Regions from separate parts of the Zea mays genome. Here region 1 is linked to region 2. The links are chromatin contacts, called in public Hi-C maps. All regions are on one chromosome and are shown on one strand. The core of a region is the stretch at or near the end of the contact, and the rest is flanking DNA. Distances in the headings are between cores, read along the strand shown. Region 1 holds the start of LOC103640205 (pentatricopeptide repeat-containing protein At4g02750). Region 2 has its middle 4.5 kb from the start of LOC118473377.

Region 1 (2,700 bases), core at 144-2,643, 370 kb after region 2:
CCCAGAACGGGCATACACAGCCATGAGGGAGTTCCAGGACACGATGTCCCGCTGCGGCATTTTGTCGAACACCTCCCGCACAGCATCCACCCTGCCAGCACGCAGGTGCTTCCCAATCAGCCTGTTTGCTGAGGTTATTGCATCGCAAGCGCCCGACATGCATGGCAGGGAGGACCTGGAAGGCCCAGAGCGGTGAGTGCAGTATGACGCAATTCGCCCCAACCCGAGCGGCATCGAAGAACATGCATGCCTAATCTGCTCAGCTGCTGTTGAGCGAGGAATGGGCTTAGGAAAACCACGGCCTCGGATGTGCCATGCCGTTGTCCTGCCTATGAGTGGTAGACTGTTAGTGGACCGGCCCAACCTTTGTCTTTTAATTCAGTGGAGTGAATCTGGAATTATAAGCAGCAGTTAGTTTCATATTACCATTTTACTTGATTCATCAAGGTTATAGATACCCATATAGTATTTTTATTGAAGAATAAATATTTAGGATCTGGTTAATGAAGATGCCTCCACATATACATGCTCCTAGCAGGAAACAAAAATCATGACATATATCGTCACATCAGTCACCAAAATCTCAACACGCTTCCTTTGATGGCTAGTGCCACTTCGTTTTTCCCTATCAACAATTTTGTCTCTCTCATCCAATCGCCCGATGTCCCACGCCTCGTTTTTAGAGTAAACTAATCATACGATGCACGCTGCTATAGGAATTACAGATGATTTACGATAAAAATTAGAATATATATAATTGCTTATATAAAAAATACACTATTATAAATTAATGCTAGTAGATTGTATGGCATACTGATGTGGACAAGCTGATATAGACATTTTAATTAGATATGCTAGTAGTTTGTAAATTTTAATTGCATGTGATAGGTCCTGTTTCGAACAACTTAGTTTGCCCAGGCTTCAATTCCAAGCTGGATTCCTTGGTAAGCTAGATTTTCAAAGAAGCAACACGGGAGAAAGTTAACCGTTTGGCAGTCTGATTCTTCCCCGCGTGTACGGTGGTCAGCAGCAGCAGTAGACGGTGTGGCCGTGTGGGGAGGGTCGTCAGGGAAGACAACGAAGCGGGGGCAGGGGCGGCGATGTCTGCACATTATCAGCCTATTGTTCAAGGCATAACCAATGCCATGTCTGAAATTGGTGTAAAAACATTAGTAAGAGAGGGATGTCAGACTTTGCACCCGACTTGAGGCCGGATCCGCGGTAGCAGGCCAGCCGGGAAAACGAGTCGAGGGAGAAAGGGTAGAGGCCAGCGCTTGGGTCGCCGCGCTCGAGTTTGGGGCTCCCGCGACTGCCGCCGTGCCGCGCTCGGACGTCAGGAATCGGGAGGCGGCGGCGGCGGCATGTAAGATGCGCAAAAGGAGCGGGAGTAGAGGAAGGGGAGGGGGAAGGGTAGGGGTGGGCATTTTTTTTTAGCGTAAACCGAATCGAATCGTACCGAAACGAACCAAAATTTCAGTTTTTATAGTTCAGTTTGATTTTGGTTTTTTCATCTGAGAATTTTTGTATACAGTGTCGTAATTGGTTTTCGCTGTGTACCGAACCAAAATACCAAAAAAAACTGAATACCAAACTTTATAAATTCAAAATTTTGACTATTTAACTATGTAAACTAAATGTATGATGCAATTAAATTGTTATTCACTTATTTGTATGTGATGTATGATATATCTTGAAATATTTATACCTATATAATTTTTACTTTTTAAAATTGTGTGTAGTGTGTTGTCATGTAGCCTTCTTCAGTATAAATTTGGTATTCGGTGGTAAAAAACCGAAACCGAATACCAAACTTATACTCATAAACCCTAAACACTCCTCAAGTTCTGAGTTTTAAATTTAAGTAGGAGCGAATTTTAGACTGAGGTTAAAAAGGTTACTCATTGGTTCCTCTAGTTGTATGCACGTGAGATGGACTCTCGGTTGATGTTTCGATTGAGGTTCTTATTAATATAGAGGATGTTTGGTTTCTAGGGACTAATTTTTAGTTCCTCATTTTATTCTATTTTAGTCTCTAAATTGCTAAATACCGAAACTAAAACTCTATTTAGGGATTTAGGAACTTAAATAAAATAAAATGGATGAACTACAAATTAGTCTCTAGAAACCAAATACCACTATAATATTGTGGGGACGGTCTTTCCTCTACTGGCCAAGTTTTTTATGATCAGGAAATTTGGTTTTTAGTGAGACATTGCCTTTCTCGACAAACTATCAAAAACTATGTTTAAATGGCATTAATGGGAGAGCTTGCCTTCAGGTCTGCCTAAAGCGTCGTCTACTGGTCTTCCCCTGGTTACTGTTCCTCATCTCAAGATTGGCCGCAGATGAGTTCAGTTTCTTATCAGTTGCTATACTGCATGAATAAAGGAGTTAGCGATTAATCAATGGAGTCCTACTTCCTTGATTCCTAGGAAACTTCACAGAAATAGCAAAACAAATGACAACACCCAGAAACAAGCACATAACCAGTATAGTGCTATGTTTTTACCGCATGAAACCATAATTTTTCATTTTCCTTATCGATCACACAATGTGCTTCTAGGAAAGTATAGTCCGAAAATATTTTAAGTCATTGGAACTTATACACTCTTAAGCATGTACTAGATATGTGCCTGTCATTACCATAAGAATTAAAAATTAGTATAAAATATAGATACGGAATGATAAACATTACTATGA
Region 2 (2,700 bases), core at 164-2,663:
AAGTGAGCCTCTGAGTTCTGGCGTTTCTTCCATTCCTGATATATGTCAATCAGGTATTTCTCAGTGGTGCATGTACGGGACCAGTACTGCTGAGACCCGCACCTGAAACATCCTTCGCCAGCATGCTTTGAGGCACTTGCATCGCCCTGCTGGGGGTTACTTTTGCCTTTGCCTCTGCCTCTGCCACGACCATTGTTGCTGCTACTGTCGCTGCCATTCTGTGACTGCTTCTTAAAAGTTCCCCTCGTCGGCCCCTGATTATTGCGGCGCCCACGACCCCTTCCTCTGGAGGAGCCTCTCTTCCCCTGAGACGGGAAGTTGGCATGTGCTTCTGGTACGACCGCAGCGCCGACAGGACGCTTCTGGTAGTTTTGCATCAGGAGCTCATTCTGAGCCTCTGCGCCAAGCAACATGTTGACGAGCTCACAGTACTTCGTGTACTTGTTGTTACGGTACTGCTGCTGAAGCACCATGTTGGAGGGGTGAAAGGTCTGGAGAGTTTTCTCAATCATCTCCAGGTCTGTGACTATCTGGCCACAGAAACGTAGTTGAGCGACAATGCGATGAATGACAGTGTTGTAAGCCTCCACAGTCTTGAAGTCGAGGAAGCGGAGTGTGGCCCATTCTTGTTGCGCCCGTGGAAGCATCACATGCTTCTGCACACCGAAGCGCTCCCGCAGCTTCGTCCACAGTACCAGAGGGTCTTTCACCTCCAAATACTCCATCTTTAAGTCTGGATGGATGTGGCGCCTAAGGAAGATTGCAGCTTTTGCTTTCTCATGAAGCTGCAGGCCAATGTCGTTTGGGCTTAGCCGAACGATCGCCTTTCCTAGCTGCATCGCCTCCAGATGAAACTGGCAGTCGTCAGCCCAGGTCAGGTAGTTCTTGCCATTCAGAGCAAGCTCCGCGAAGTCAGTCTTGCTGCCTTCAGCCATAGCCTGTCACGCAAAATTAACTCCAGGTTAATTAGGCGTGCCAATTATCCATAACAGAAATTTAAATGGTTGTATGTAAAAAAAAATAAACTTGCATTATCTATTTTCAGCAGGAAAACATGAGATAAATAATGCATATAAAAATAAGCCTGCACTGTACAATACTAATAAATTCACTGGAAATTTATTCAAGTGCAACGATTATAACGGAAATAAAAGAATTCGGATTACATGCTAGGGTCACGTTATCTTTATGGTTTGACGAAATTATTGTGATTGTATTAAAAACGTGACCACTTAAACACTCGCGCCATGCAGCAAAATATCATAAAGTAAATTAAAAAAATGGCGCAATGCATGCAGCCATAGGAAAGTGTATGCAGCAGGAATCGGCGGCGGGTTGCATACGGCGGTTGCATGCGGCACAAACAAATACGTTGCATGTGGTAGCCTTTCCCCTTTTTTCTTCTTTTCTCCCGAAAAAGTGAACCGCACGGCAGACGTGCAGCAGGTGCATGCAGCAGGAAACAGCGGGGGCCACAAAGATCCTGCCTACTTTTTCTCTTTTTTTTCCTAAGAAAATGTGAACCTCCTGGCCGGTTGTGCATGCGGTAAATAAGGGAAGGAATCGTGGAATCCGTTAGCCGCTGAAAAACTTCGAGCCGCATGCGGTGGTTTGCGATAGAGCATTGCGATGGTGAGTTTAGCTATACGCATGCGTTCTTGGAGTGTGGGCATCGCGGCCAGTACAGACAGCAGCTTTTTTTTGTTGGTTTGATTAAAAAAAAATTCCATCCTTATCTACTTGCTACGTCATGGCTAGACATGATGGTCTCATACGGACATGCAGAGGAGGTCCGCCCACCGCGCGACGCAGGTTTAGGCCGGCGCAGACGGCGCTGCTCGCGAGACGATGATATTTTCGGCGAATAGGAAATCGTAGATTCAATCAAGATTTCATACCGTGATTCCTGATTCGACGAATGGAAACGAAATCTATCGCGTAGGACAGTTTGGCAAGACCGGAGACCTGCCGGCGTGATGGAGAGTCGGTGCCGATCGGATCCACGAGTCAGGGTAGAGCAGTGCTGATGACGTGTTAAACAACGTAGTTATCGCAGATCCCCGATCCGTACTCCGAACCCTCCCAACAGCAGTAGGGACGTGAGAAGTTTTAGAAGCTCGTTCCCTTCCCAGCAACCCAACACAGAGAGGAACAAGAGACACAGTGGATGGAAGCTCTTTCTGTCTATCTTTATTATGAGGGGTATAGGTACATATATATAACCTGTGTACCTCTAAGGGCAGTTTTGGTATTAGCCCATTAAACCCTTTTAGGGTTTCTCAACATATGGTACGTACCAATCAGTCGGTGTACTATCGGTTCCTGCGCAGGAGCTTAAGGCCCTGAGTTATTAGCTGGTTTTAGCTAAGTTGAAGCAGCTAGAGATGACAGTAGGTCTCGATCATGGACTCTCCTTGAGGAATTCCTTCATTAGAAGATGAGATAGACAATTTATTTTCCCACGTGTATGTAAAGAAAAATTCTTTCTCCGACGGGTAAACAGGGACGGGACGCCTTCCCCGTCCCCGTGGGGACCCGTTAAACTTACGCGTGGCAACGTTTTCGTGTACTAATTAATGATAAAAATAAATAATTATCTCATCAAGATATCACTCATTTGTATAAATGTGTTCATTTTGAGTACACATAATAACTTTTTAAAGCTGACAGTATATCTAAGTGACAATATTTTTACATTGA

What was found. Hi-C and Micro-C count contacts between places; a contact is called where the count stands out from the background.
Region 1: a contact with region 2 is called in a Hi-C map of leaf, with 5 times the contacts expected there. The contact joins the promoter of LOC103640205 here to the enhancer-like site in region 2. A contact is called at or near these places in 3 of 25 Hi-C or Micro-C datasets (ear, leaf and tassel).

What each region holds. Positions count from the first base shown.
Region 1 is chr9:117,054,903-117,057,602 of Zm-B73-REFERENCE-NAM-5.0, forward strand. It overlaps LOC103640205 (pentatricopeptide repeat-containing protein At4g02750), which reads right to left and starts at 1,394. Exons shown (of 4, transcript XR_002265074.2): 1 at 1,200-1,394; 2 at 987-1,104; 3 at 1-392.
Region 2 is chr9:116,687,173-116,689,872 of Zm-B73-REFERENCE-NAM-5.0, forward strand. No RefSeq gene overlaps it. Among protein-coding and RNA genes, the nearest start is that of LOC118473377, 4.5 kb to the left of the region's middle. Within about 2 kb of position 1,414, at least 13 of the 20 cell types and tissues checked have an H3K27ac peak or open chromatin away from gene starts, as enhancers often do. A contact at or near this core is called in ear, leaf and tassel, where this site is marked.